Regions from separate parts of the Mus musculus genome. Here region 1 is linked to region 2. A link is a contact called in public Hi-C data. All regions are on one chromosome and are shown on one strand. The core of a region is the stretch at or near the end of the contact, and the rest is flanking DNA. Distances in the headings are between cores, read along the strand shown.

Region 1 (7,030 bases), core at 3,263-5,762, 780 kb before region 2:
AAGTCAGGAAGTGTTAGCCCTTTAACTTTTCTACAGAAGTTTGAATTATTGTATTTCTGTTGAACTTTAAACAAACTTGTCAATTTCTATACAGAATCTTGTTTGCTTCTTAATTGGAATTGTAGTCCATCTAAAGATCAATTTGAGGAGACACAACATCTGAACATATTGATCCATCAATTTGTGAACATGGTACATCTCTCTATTTCTTTAGAACATATTCAATTTCTGTCCAATAGTTTATAGTTTTCAATATGAGAAAAAATAATTTGTCAAGCCAGGCATGTAATCCTAGCTACATAGGAGGCTGAAGCAGGCAGATTGAAAGTTCAAAACTCTGCCTGGCACAGAGTAAGTTCAAGGCTAAATTAGACAACTTTTTAAAACATTACCTCAAAATGAAAGTAACAGTGACCTAAGGAAGTAGTTCAGATACACTGTACTTATTTCATCTATGAAAAGATCAAGACTAAATACCTCATATAGAAAGGAAGGAAGGAAGGAAGGAAGGAAGGAAGGAAGGAAGGAAGGAAGGAAGGAAGGAAGGGGAAGGGAAGGAAAGGGAAGGGGAAGGGAAAGGGAAGGGGAGGGGAGGGGAGAGGAGGGAAGGGAAGGGAAGAGAGAGGAAGGAAGGAATTGGAGGGACATAGGGAGGAAGGAATACAAAGAGTAAGGAAAGAGTGTGAGAGAGAGAAGAGAGAGGAAGAAAGATTTTGAATATTTGATATTATTACAAGTAGTATTTTTAATGTTTTCATTCTATTGAGTATTTCCTAATAGAAGTACTACCATATGTTAAATAGATCTTTTATTATATAACTTGGCACACTGGCTAATTCTAATAGTATATTAGGTATATTTTTCTATACTAAAAAGGAATTTTGACATGAACATTCATTTTGAAACACTCATGTTTCCTACATTAAAAAAAATACATATTTTTCCTTCTTTCTTTTCCATCTTTTTCATGCATTGTCTCATTGTCTAGAATCTCCAGTATAAGAATAAACAAACACAGGTAGAGCAAATGCTCTTGTTTTAGGGAGAAAGCATATGTTGTGAGTTTGCAAGGTTTCATCAAATGTTATACTAGAATGGATGGAATATTTTTTTCTTATCAAACAACTCCAAAGTACACATAAATATTAAACCTGAAAAAGGAGAGAGACTAAAGAAAACTATAACAGTAGATTTTTTATATTAAAAAACATGTAAGCAAGAAAACAGTAGAAAATATATTTTGAATACTAAAAGAATAAAACTGACATTATATACCAAGCAAACATATTTCAAAATATCAAAGAATGAAGTCTACTAAAAGTGGTAACTCTGTTGATAAATACATACATGTTTTTCTTTCTTTGTGTGGATGTTGTGTGTGCATTTTATATAGAATGTATATACAATATAATATATATGTGTGTATATATACATATATGTGTATATATACATATATATGCAATTATTTATACATATAGATACATATATGTATATACAAACATATATATGTATGTATATATGTATATTAGTATGAATTTCAGGTTCATTCAAGTCAAGATTATGACTTCCCATGTCTCCCTTACGGTTTCAAGCACAGGTTACATACAAGGTCTTTCTGAATAATTACTAAAATGTATCCCATTTAATGGGCTTTAAAAATAGTAGTACTTCATCCTTGTTATGTGGAAGAGGGTGAAGCAAATGAGCTTGCTACTCCCAAAGCTATAGTTGTGTAGCCTCTAACTCCTTTCCAAGATTTCAAACTCAACCTTTGTGTGTGTGTGTGTTTGTGTGTGTGTGTGTGTGTGTGTGTGTGTGTGTGTGTGTGTGTGTGTGTGTTGGAAAACATCCTCATTGCGAACAGCAGAGGATCTATCTGATGAGGAGAAGGGATGCTTACTCTGAGTTTCCTTAATCTGGCCTGTGGTCGTGGTGTGGCCGAGGCTTTGCTCATATGCATTCTTTGTCTGTCCTCACATGCTCTTGGTGTTCACTTCTTAGTTATGTAGGCCCACCAACAGCACTAGTGAAGATTTCTAGGTGATCTTTAAGTTCTATTGATTGTATTTAGCATGTTAGATATGTATCCTGGCACAGTCCTACTGAACAGTGTCCCACAGGGTTCTCTGAGCTGGCAGTAGCCCACCTACTTCCTAGTCCTTAATATGGTTCCTTAAAAGTAAGAGTGACTTCTGATACATATGCAGCTAGAGACACGAGCTCTGGGGGGTACTGGTTAGTTCATATTGAGAGGCCCATTGGTCTAGCAAACTTTATATGCCTCAGTACAGGGGAACGCCAGGGCCAGGAAGTGGGAGTGAGTGGGTAGGGGAGTGGGGGACTTTTGGGATAGCATTGGAAATGTAAATGAAGAAAATACCTAATTAAAATAAAATTTAAAAAAGTAGGGGTGACTTACATTTACGTGGTACCTTCCAGAACATCATCACTTCAAGTCTAGTTCTTGGGCCTTGCTCTCTTTCAAGCACTGCGCCTTATTCTAGCTGGTGAGCAAAGCTAGACATTCTCTTCCTGACTGAGTATGTTTATAGGCACTGCTGTCGCCTCACAGAGTGGCCTTTCTGCCTGACCCCTCCCCCATGGAGATAGGGTTGCTTCGTCTTCCATGACAGTGTTTCACCAGATGTGGCTCCTCATAGCTTTGACTTTATCTTAATAAATAATCCTCCATATTTAGCAGAAATCATTGCATCTTTGTTTAGGGATTAGGACTGGAGATATATTTAAACTACATTGAGCCCTGGTAATCCTGAAAGGGCTAAAGCAATCCTGATAGTGTTAGGAGGCCACAGCAGTTACTGCAGTTGCTCAGCCACAGATGTGATTAAAGCAGGAGTCTGGGCTCGGTATGGAGTAGATAAGCAGAGATCAGTATGCATGTTCACATGTGTACACAGGCTTGCTCTAGTTTGCAAGAGTGATTGCAAACACACATGCCTACACATTGCAAATGCATGAACTCAGAATTATGCTTGGCAATCCCACAAATTCACCTAAGCCTGCACAAGTATGTGGGAACTATGGCTGCCCATGCACATAAAAGTATATATACCCAGCTGTGCCATTTTAGAATACTGAGATGAGTCTAAGTACATAGGCACAGGAAGCCACTCCCTTGTACTTTTCATGCCCAGATCTAGAACCGATTGCTCACTTGTCTCCTAGCACAAAGTACAGCACCAACAGTGAAAGTCCCTGCCTTGCAGACACAAACTTCCAAGGAGCTCTGAAGGCTTAAGAGTATTTCCTCCTACTGTTATGCACAAAGGTCTCCAGCTCCTGGGGTTTTAGGAAAGGTTTCTGGTCTGCCTCAAGAGGGTAGGAAACTCAACTGCAGCTTAATTAATTTAGCCCTCTTATCCCAGGAGACAAAACATCACTAATAGCATTAAAGTGTCTCAGCTCCTTACCCACAGTCTTGTGTGGGGCCACCACCACAATCAGTAGTGGCTTTGACATTTCCTTCATTTAGTCATGCATCACCCTATCAGGTATGTCTCAAATTTCTTCGAGCTGTCCAGATCTGTGCAGTAAGTTCTATAGGGGATGTGTGTATATAATATAGGACACAGTTCTGCTTTTGAGATTTTACAGGAGCAAAAGGCTCATTGAAAAATTTAGTCTAATGGGATAGTAAATGGCAGCTTCTAGGGGTGAAATGCAATAATCCTAATGGTGGCAATAGCAAATGTTGAAGGGTCCCCAAAATATGCTAGAACATTCATTACAAATATTCACTGGACTCAGTGTATATTCATGCCCATAGCTAATATTTACTCTGGTGATATAGGACACACAAATGGATCATAGGGGAAAGACACAGGCAGTGTCTGAAGAAATTGATAGGCTGGATTTCACAAGTTCTCCCTCCTTTAGCAACATGTGTGTGTGTGATGTGTGTGTCTGGCTTAACAGTTAGAAACAGCATGGCAAGGTTTCCATTGGGGAAGGTCAGATAGGCACTTTCTAGTTAGCATATGTCACAACTCTGGACTATCAGAAGAGATTTAGGTTCTAGCATAAAGTCTGTCTGGTCACAGTGAGCCACTCTTATCACTGAGAGGATATATTATATGGGTGAGCCAATGTGACTATCTACTATTCAGTTTCCCAGGTATAATCATACAGGGGCATACTTGCACTCAGATCTCTGTAAGACTTGTGGTGTCAAACCCACTACTGATCTCTTTCCATGGCAGTAGTGAAAGGTAAACAGATTTGGAAAGAGAGGCACGAGCAAGAGCTAGGATGCTTAATAAACCAGAGGCTCTTGAGCTGAGTCATGGAGTACGATGGCATCAGGCCAGGCAGAAGGGACAGAGAACAGAGCATAGGATAATGATGCTTCATTCTCAGTGAGAGAACAAAGAGCAGCGATGGGAGAGTAGTAAGCAGGGAAAAATGGCCTCCTCAGACTAGCCAATAAAAATTCATGAGGATCTGTTGCAAGATAGAAACTATCAGGCATTGAGAATTTAAAGCCAAACATTAGTCATTAAGATTTCTTAGACAAGTAGGGAAAGAGGCAAGTGGCCAAATGATAGCAGGCCAGTTGGGGTGGGGGAGTTCTTAAGCATTCATACCCAGCCATGACTTCAAAATTTTCTAGATGAGGAGGTGGGAAAGGCTGTGCAGAATCCTACTTCTACATATGCAAAATCTTAGCAGAGCAGGGTATAGATATTCCAAGGTTTTATGCCATGTCATTTTCCTGAGCAGCCTAGGGACCCATGTGTTTAGAAGGATCTATCTTGGTTTTGTTGGTGGGTTGGTTGGTCGTCTTGTGTTTGTTTGCTTATTTGCCATCAGCAGGGCCAGCTTACATCTAATCACATAACTGTTAATGTTAGTAAATACTCACCAAGTACATATTTTATAGAAAGGACACTCAGGTTCACAGTTTTGGCACCTGTCATGGTTATTCCTAATTTGTTTTGTACACAGATAGTCAGGTAGTACAGACTGGCCTTAAATTCAATAGATAACAGAGATGACCTTGAACTCCTTATCCCCCTGCCTCCACCTCTCAAGTGCTAGAATTATGGGCCCAGGTATGTGATATTGTGTCTTACTGGTTATGATTAGTGATTCTTCTTTTCTCCAAGTTATATGTAATGGATCTGCAAGTCCTGCTGCCATTGCTTCTAAGCATACTCCCAGGATACTACCTCTTACCATTGCTATTGCTGGCTTTGAAATACAAATCTCCCTTCTAATTGACCTCTTTGCAACAGCAAAAATGTTTCCTTTAAAATATAAGTCATTGCCAATGAGATAAATCTGTAGGTAAGTGTACTGGTCAGGCACCAAGGCAAGCTAGACTACTTGAGTTTATTGTCTGATTCTTGAGAATGAAGAGGCTCCCACCAGTTGTCCTCTGGCCTCTGCATGTGATTCATAGCACAAGTGAGCAAACATACATACACATACACACACATGCACACACATGCACCACACACACACACACACACACACACACACACACACACACTATAAATACTATTTAAATGTCATGTTACTGCCTTGCATAAAAACTTACAGATGTTTACCAATACCCTTAGTACAGCTTTCACCCATGCCTCATGTCCTGGTAGTGTGGTCCATGTCTGCATCTCTCGCATCTAGATGTCATTCTACCTGTCATTCACCTGAACTTCTTTCCAGCCCAGAACATGGAAAGACATCCCTGTCTCAGGGCCTTTATGCTTTCTGTTGTCTGTGTCTGACTCTCTCTTTAACAGGCTACCAGGACATTGGCTCCTTTTGCCTATGCAGGTCTCTGCTAAGAAGCATCCCTCATAGAGATCCCACTAGATTCTCCATCTTGTGTCCACATCAGAACCTACATATACCTTCACCTGAATGGCTATTTGGTTGCCTCACCTTATTTATTGGCATCTGGATGTTTTGTCTATCTCCTTTCCTTTGCAGAGTAAGACCTCTCTCTCATAGAGGTCTTGCCGAGTTCCGAGTTCGTTGTGCCAGCATCAAGAAACATGCCTGGCATCATACTCGACAACTTAGTGCTGAATGAATAGAATGTCCCTTGGCTGATATATGTCACTAGACCTGACTAAAGCTACTTAAGAGAGGGAAGACTGAGTTTGGCTCATAGTCTCACAACATGGAAGACATGTCACCTGGAGGAAACTTGTGCCCACATTTGTAGAGACACAAAGTGGCTTGCTCATAGTTCAGTTGAACTAGAAACATGCATGGGCCATAACATTCAAGCCTTTCCCCTTCCCCTTCCCCTTCCCTTTTCCCTGAGACTTACTTCCTTCAGGTAGGCCTGGCCTCCTAGAGGTTTTGTAAACTCCTAAAATAGTGAGGTGAGCTGGGACTACATGTTCAATACAGGATCCTATGAAGGAAACAGAGGCTTGTGAACAATGCCAGGTGTAGCTGAACACAGCTATAGGTTCACAACACTTCTCCAGAAGGATTAGCGTGAATACCATAAACCTACTTCAGGGCACACAAGGTGAGACACAAGAACAGAGATGGACACAATCCCCCCCCCCCCCAAGAAGCCCTCAGAGAACAGCAGAGACTTTGGAGTCAACAGTGGAGCCAACTGGCCACATTGATACTACTAGGGAAAATATTACAGAAAAAAACATGAGCCAGAGGGCATTTAATTGAGGAGAGATTCAGACTTACCTCATTCATACCTCTGCCAGGGAACAGATTTGAATGGACTCCTATGGGCTCATTAAAGAGAGGCCTGAAGGCTCTTTTTCTGTTGGGGCAGAAAAAGAGCTCTTCAGAAAGAAAAAAAAATGATGAACACCCCGAACACACACACACACACACACACACACACACACACACACACACACACACACACACACACAGTGAATTAAACTCCGTCTCTGACTCTGACTCTCCTCCCAGGCTCTGTGAGAACTAATACAATGTTCTATATAGTAACCCACAGCATTCTTCAGCTATACTGGGTTAAAGGGTTGAAGACCCAAGATCCATGAATACTATCCATATGCAATAA
Region 2 (7,440 bases), core at 2,659-5,158:
TTCCTGCCCCTGGAACAGAGCCAGCAGAGCGTGGGACTCCTTGAGTATTGGTGGTTGTTGTGGGTGTAAGGCTTTCTTGTATAATGTACATGTTTTCATGGTTCCCCTATGAGGAATGTCCTCTCTGCCAAGGTTAATGCCTCTATGATAATCAGAGACAGCGTGAGCCTGGGAGGCAAGAATGTGTTCTAGGTCTCAGCAAATGGTAGAATACTGTGGCGTTCAAGACAGCTCCTACGGCTGTGGGAAAGAACATTGAAAACATGAGTTCAAAAATAGATCATTTCTCAACCATGCAAAATGTGAATTGTGTAAGGAGTGTCACAGATCTGAAGGAGTAGGGGCAGCTACACCACAAACCATCTTGCCAGAAAGACACAAAATCAGGTAGATTCCTGAGTTCAAGGTCAGCCTGGGACAGAGGGAATTTAGGCCCAGTCATGGTCCACATGGTAATTCCAGGACAGGTCTGTGCTTGCTGACTCTTCCTAAGAAGGCTGAGGTCAAGGGATGCTGATTCATGGGATAACCAAAAGGAAACCTGGGGGAATGACTGAATTGATAAGTTAAAAAAAAAAATAAACTGGGCTTTTGATCTCTAAGAGTTGAGCTATCCAGATAATTTTTAGAATAACAAAAGAGAACTGCTTAGAGAAGAAGAACATAGAGCATTTAGAAAGCTGTCTCGAGCAGAACTTAGGCTGCCAGCTTGGACCCACAGTTTGACTTCAAGTCATTCGTTTTGCAGGTCTCCAACACCCTTCTCTCTATCTCAAACATTCCTTCTCCAAGAACCCCTCTCCAAGCTGAGGCTGAGGAGTCCTCAGCACTCCCCCTCCTAGTGTGGAAAGGAAAGGCTGCAGGCAAAGCATTTCTGACCTCTCCTTGACCTCTCTTCCTCCTTTCTTCATTCTTTAGAACCATGTGTCCAGGCAAATCCTTCCACCTCTACCAAGCCCAAGTCTTCTCTGCAAAGACTGTGGGGAAGCTGCTTGCCTATGACCCAGTGACCCTATTACTAAGATAAGCATAATTTGACTGCTGGTTTGAGAGCCAAATGAGACTGTGGTAGACACCGGAGCTCAGCATGTGCCAAGCACTGTCCTGGGAGCTATGCTTTCATTCATCCCTTTTATCTTTGCCACAAACTTCAAAGAGGAGAAGTGTTACCATCTCCTTTTCCCCCAGCAAAAACTGATGCAGGTGCCAAAAACACAGCTGCCTTTGAGCAGAGGTAGAACTTGAACCCAGGGAGTCAAGCTGCAGCCTGTGTGCCCAGCCCACAACATTAAGCTGTCCCAAGCATGCTTGCTACAAAGATGGAAGTGTTGTGAACACTGCATACCACTGCCTTCACTCTACCATCCCTATCCACAGCCTGGAGATTGATGGACTCTGCTCTGTGCCGGGCAGTAGAGGACCAAAGCCAAGCAATGATGTACAGCCTCCTGCCAGGGGGAAGCCAGCCTAGCACCTAATTGGATCAGACCCCCCTCCCAGGATTCCTCTACCTCCTCCTCTCAGCTCGCTATCTCTCCAGCCCTGCCCTGCCTGAGGTTCTGCAGCTGCCCCAGTTGATTTTATAAATGGCCCTTGCAAGAGGTGGGCACCTTGGCTAATTGAATCAACGCCCAGAAGGCAAGAGGCAGGAGGCTGGTTAACATCAAGGCCGAAAAGTGGTGGCAGCAGCAGCCTGAGGAGAGTCCCCAGGGAGGGCTGAGTGAGCCAGAGAGGCTCAAACAATCAGATGCTGAAACCTTTCCAGATGCTGAAAGTCCAGGTGGAACCTCCTGGGGGGGGGGGGGGGGGGGGCTGGCATCCCCTTCTCTAAGCGTGGGGCAGGTTTACTCAGATTAGCTCACACACACACACACACACACACACACACACACACGCACGCACGCACGCACACGCGCACATGCACGTGCACACAGTTTATACACTCTGAAGAAAGTAGGAATAAAGAGAAATGGGAGAGTCAGAAAAGAATGGGAATGACACAGCATTCAGCAGTAGTGAATTTGGGTACATGCCTCCAAGCTGGGGACCTGAACCCTGAACTCCTATCTGCCCTGATGCCAATGCATGGCTGTGGCACACAATGACATCTCAGTCAATGACAAGCTGTATATAAAGTCTGTAAGATTAAAGCAGATGAAAAAAAAATACCTCCTGCCTGGCATGTTTATGGACCCTCTTCTATCTTGGATGTTTATATATACACAAATACCATTATGTTACCAATACATCCAGTATTTCACATATAACATAGCTCTACATGTTTGTATCCTAGGTGAAACAGGCTATGCCACACATCTATAATATATACATATTACAGATATATTGTGATTATATAGAACATATATAAATTATATATTACATGCATATATGTGTTATATTTATATAGCAAATAGTATAAATTATATTTACACACAGACATATATACAAACATACCATGTACCTTAGGTACGCAGTTATATATCACATAGGTATAAAAATTCAGTGGTGCAAGATAACCTACAGAATCAACTAGCCTGGGCCCCTAAGGGCCCACAGAGACTGAACCACTCTCCAGGGAGCCTGCATGGGACTGACCTAGGCCCTCTGCACATATGTTACACTAGTGCAGCTTGGTCTTCAAGTGGGACCCCTAACAGCCGGAGCAAGGGCTGTTTCTGACTCTGTGGCCTGCCTTTGGGACCCTTCCCTCCTACGGGGCTACCTTGTCTAGCCTCAATAGAGGAGGATGTGCCCAGTCTTACTGCAACTTGATATGCCAGGGTTGGTTGATGGGAGCCCCCCCCCCCCTTCTGAAAAGACAGAAGACAAGTAAATGGAGATTGGCAGGAAGGACTGGGAGGAGGGGAAGGAAGGGAAACTGTGGTCAGGATGTAAAGTGAAGAAATAATTAATAAGCCGGGCGTGGTGGCACACCTTTAATCTCAGCACTCGGGAGGCAGAGGCAGGTGGATTTCTGAGTTTGAGGCCAGTCTGGTCTACAGAGTGAGTTCCAGGACAGCCAGGGCTACACAGAGAAACCCTGTCTTGTAAAACCAAAAGAAGAGGAAGAGGAAGGAGGAGGAGGGAGGAGGGAGGAGGAGGGAGGAGGGAGGAAGGAGGAAGAAGAAGAAGAAGAAGAAGAAGAAGAAGAAGAAGAAGAAGAAGAAGAAGAAGAAGAAGAAGAAGAAGAGAAAAAGAAAAGAAATAATTAATAAAAGAATATTCAGTGGTGACAATGTGTAGTGACAAATTTCTCAGAACATGTCCATTCATTAGACAACCTATGACCTCAATTAAAAGATTAAGCCAGTCTATAATAGTCCTAGATACACCTAAGTTTCTCATAGTATCAACAGGTACTAAGCAGCTTGCCTAGAGCCAGAGACCCATTCTGGGTGGCAAGGTCTTTGTAAATCCTTTGCTCGGGCCCACAATGGCAGGTCTGTTTCCTTCCTTGCCTGTGCACTTTCCCCTGGCCGCCTGGGTGGCTCAGCGGCTCTTGAAGGAGGCCTTGCCTCAGTGTGTCTGTCTGTGGTGCTCTCAAGCGCTTCTCTCCCTGACCCATCAGTGACCGCCTCTGCTGCTCCCCACTGCTTGCTCCTTTGAGTTGGGGCTAGGGGCTGGGGAACCTTCCGGAATCCCAGCTTCTGAGAGAGAGGGACATACAAGTGGCAGTTGCTCTGTAGTATTACTGGATGAATGATGCACACACATCGCGGTGACACAGACACAGCTAAAGCTAGCTAAGAGGCATTCAGAGCTCCCTGCAGAATGGGGCACACCCACTGGCTCATTTCCTCCGAGGACACTAAAAACCTAGTCAGCATTTCCCCAACAGCCTTCTAAGGACTTTCATTGCCACTCCCAGCTTCCCCAAATGCTCTACTTCCGCAGCTACCAACCCCTCACCCCACTTTTCCCCAATCAAGCTGTCCACCACGTCCCCTGGTGAGATCACGTGATCTCAGAGTAGAGCAACCAGAAAGTTCTGTCTCTTGAAGGTGAAGGGCGCAAAGAGATAGGGATCGGCTCAGGATCCCATATTTTGAAAGCGTGTTCACATTTCCGGAGGGGAATCCCAAGGTTCGGAAGACTCCCGAAGCTGCCCCTCACCACCAGATCCTTCAGGTAGAGAAATTCGTCCCTCAGGACCAGGCACCCACCGCGCCTCGCAAGCTTAGTCCCTAGTTGCAGTTTCCACAGGCTGGCACTGCCCCCTGCTGGGCACATTCGGGATGAGTGCGTCAAGTGCCAAGTGAGGAATCAATAATGTGGCCTTCTTTGCTTTGAGACACAAAGCGTCTACCTGACTCCTGCCCCAATGCTCTTCCCCCATGTCCTGAGGAGCCTGGGCTCCTTGGAGAATTGGACCCGCAGATTGAATGCAAACCTTGGCACAGACAAAAGTGGCAGAGAACCTCTTACCTGCTCCAGCTTACGTACTCCGTTAATAACTGTCAAAAGCTACCATAAGACAAAACCTAGGAGGCCACACACCCGGGGTCTTGAAGGCATGGATCTGTGTGTCTGTTGCTCATTACTCTCCTGGATGCTAGAACCTTGTCTTGCACTAGAACCTCACTGTGACTGGACAGAATGCAGCCGCCGTCTTTCTGTTTGGTTGGTTGGTTGCTTGCTTGCTTTTTTGCTTCTTTGGTTTTTTAGTTTTTCGAGACAGGGTTTATGTATGCAGCCTTGACTGCCCTGGAACTCTGCTCTGTAGAACAGGCTGGTCTTGAACTGAGAGATATGCCTGTCTCCGGAGTACTGGGATTAAAGACTCACCCCCTGGCTACTGTAGCCATCGTAATTAACCTCAGCATGTGAGGATCCAAGCTCACTACCTGAAACTTAAGTGTCGCCTTGGAAACCTCTCTTCTTCGTCACCCAAGCTGCACAGGAGCTAACTCTGTAGCAGCTTTTGAATCCCAGGAACCCTTTCAGTGGCATCTCTACGCTATACCTCTCACCCCCAAGTCCAGCTTCCCAGAGCTGCTGTCCCTAAAGATTTATTCCTGTGGCATTCCTTACCCAAGAGCCTCAAACCTCCCTTCCTTCTCCCACTAACAATGAGCTTCCCACAACATACTCCGAATCTGCTGCTGCCGACACTACCCCTCCACCTACAGCAGGTTTCTGTGTTGCTAAGACCTCCCAATGTTCATGTCGTCCTAAGCCAAAGAGGCATGGGGCACACCTGACCTACCAAGAGATTGGAGGCCATTGCCAATGCCCCGATGCCGGCGCTGAGGAAAAGGAGCCCATCCATAGAGATCAGCTGATCAAAGTTCAGTGTTCAAAATGTGGTTTCTACTGGATGGATGTTTCCTGCTATCACTAAGTCAACATTCCAACTAAACAGTGATGGAGCAGCTCGCTCTGGGTCCAATTCCTTCCTGACTCCTTCTGTAGCTTTAGTATTGTTCCTTCCAAGATATCCTCTCTCTCTCTCTCTCTCTCTCTCTTTCTCTCTCTCTCCCTCTCCCTCTCCCTCTCCCTCTCCCTCTCCCTCTCCCTCTCTCCCCCCAGACCCCTTAAGTACCATCAAAGCCCTTCCCACCCTGAAAGGCCCACCTCAAACACCACCCTTTGCTATGAAGTCTTTCTTGGACATTAACTGCTTCTGAAGCACCTGGCCTTGGGCTGCCTATGTGGCACTTAACATTCCCTTCTCAAGGACAGCCATCTGTGCCTTGTCTCTCTCAGCTTTACACATATATGTAAGGAGGGGTGGGGTGGGAATCATGTCCTAGGAAAGGCTGGCCAGGACCACACAACCGGTAAGTCTTATTTCTAGTGCATAAAAGATACAATAAGTCACTCATTTCTTGGGACCCATGAGATGGTTCAGCAGGGAAAGATCGCCAAGACTGATGGGCTGAGCTCCATCCTGGAACCCATGGAGGATGGAGAGAACTGATTCCTGCAAGTTGTCCTGCATCCTCCATGTGGGAGCTGTGACAAGCCCTGCCTGCCCATACACGCAGAAGTAGATAAATGTAAAATCTATTAACTGCTAAGTCTTTCTCGAAATCCAGATTTGCCATCAAACCCTTCACGCATCCACTGCCATTTTTCTGTCCTTGCAAAAAGTAAAAAAGCAGATGTTTGAAGGTTTTTCATGCTTTGAATGGACCTCATGTTTCATATGTTAAAAACAAAATCTCCCAAGTTATATGCTCATGGATTTGGAAGCAGGGCTTTGGGATTGGACGATGAGGGCACTGTTTCTGTAGATGAATGAAGTGATTCAGGAAGCAGTGCATGATCCAGGGAACAGCCTTGCTTTCTCTCTATGCTTGCTGTCTTCTTGTCACATCATGTCCACTGTGGTATTATCATGCAAGAAGAAGGCTCTCACTGGATACCATAAACATTTTGTGTTTGTGGACTCCCCAGCCTGAAGATCCACAAGCTGAAAATAAAATCTTTTTTCTTCATAAACTACCTAGTCTGTGGCATTCAGTTATAGAAACAAAAGACAGATTAAAATAAAGATTTTCCTAGGGGGGGTGGGAGGGTCCCAGACCTCCTGGGGCCTCTGACCCTGTAGACAAATGCTGAGGACCCAGCAGAGGCCCAGGGAAGACATCCCAGCCAGTGGAAGAAGCACTCGGCAGGTCAGCCCCAGCATTCTCTCCCCTCACAGCATTACAGGCCACAGAAGAGTAGTTCGAAATTGGTTTAATGTATAGAAAACTCTGGGAGCTAGAGGGACAACAGCTACTCTCGCTGCTAACCAGAAGCCAGGGTTGTCCCAGGAACAAAACATCTATAGGCAGGAGGCCTGCCCACACCGAGGAGCCAGGACATCTGTGGAAACCCTTTGTCTCTTAAGAGAAATGGCCCCAGTTCCCTTTAGACCCAAGGCAGTGGGAGGAAGTGGAAAAGTGTAGGAGGAGGGTGGGTCCCTCCAGGGCCCTCTTTCTGCTCCAGGCTAGTGACTCACACAGTACACAAATAAGGCACACCGAGCCTGGGGCCCAGGAAGGGGCAGTAACCAAAAGGACTCTACCAGAAGCCACCATTTCCCCTCCACAGCTTCCGAAGACCTCCCTGGGAACCACATATCCCATCTTCTGGCCATCCCCTACTTTGGGCCTTTTTTAAGTATGACATTGTCATACTCAGTTGCCTGTGGCCAGTCAGGCACAGAGGAGTCTTGCTGGAGGGAGCTGGGACCCCCATCGGCAGTGGCCTGCTCCCTCCATGTCTCCCCTGAGGGCCTCTGTGTCCTGTCATAGAGGGACAGGGCAGCCACACCCTCAGGCTCATCATATATATGGTCAGGTAGAGGGGCCCCAGGATCCTCCTGAATGCTGTCATACAGTGGGTCGGGAAGGTGTGGAGGGGGGCCCGTCAGGAGGCCCCTGAAGCTCTTCCTCAGGGAGTGAGCCACCGTATCAAAGGGTACGGCATACTCCCCCTCAGGGGCCCCTG

The links. Hi-C and Micro-C count contacts between places; a contact is called where the count stands out from the background.
Region 1: a contact with region 2 is called in a Hi-C map of the N1E-115 cell line, with 13 times the contacts expected there. The contact joins two enhancer-like sites. A contact is called at or near these places in 1 of 39 promoter capture datasets (embryonic stem cells), 1 of 484 Hi-C or Micro-C datasets (the N1E-115 cell line) and 1 of 9 other capture datasets (macrophages).

Annotation. Positions count from the first base shown.
Region 1 is chr14:71,562,298-71,569,327 of GRCm38.p6, reverse strand. No RefSeq gene overlaps it. Among named protein-coding and RNA genes, the nearest start is that of Gm34819, 55 kb to the left of the region's middle. Within about 2 kb of position 4,512, at least 1 of the 459 cell types and tissues checked has an H3K27ac peak or open chromatin away from gene starts, as enhancers often do. A contact at or near this core is called in the N1E-115 cell line, where this site is marked.
Region 2 is chr14:70,777,724-70,785,163 of GRCm38.p6, reverse strand. It overlaps Dok2 (docking protein 2), which reads right to left. Exons shown (of 5, transcript NM_010071.2): 5 at 6,670-7,440. The coding sequence ends at 7,091. Among named protein-coding and RNA genes, the nearest start is that of Dok2, 7.1 kb to the right of the region's middle. Within about 2 kb of position 3,908, at least 125 of the 459 cell types and tissues checked have an H3K27ac peak or open chromatin away from gene starts, as enhancers often do. A contact at or near this core is called in the N1E-115 cell line, where this site is marked.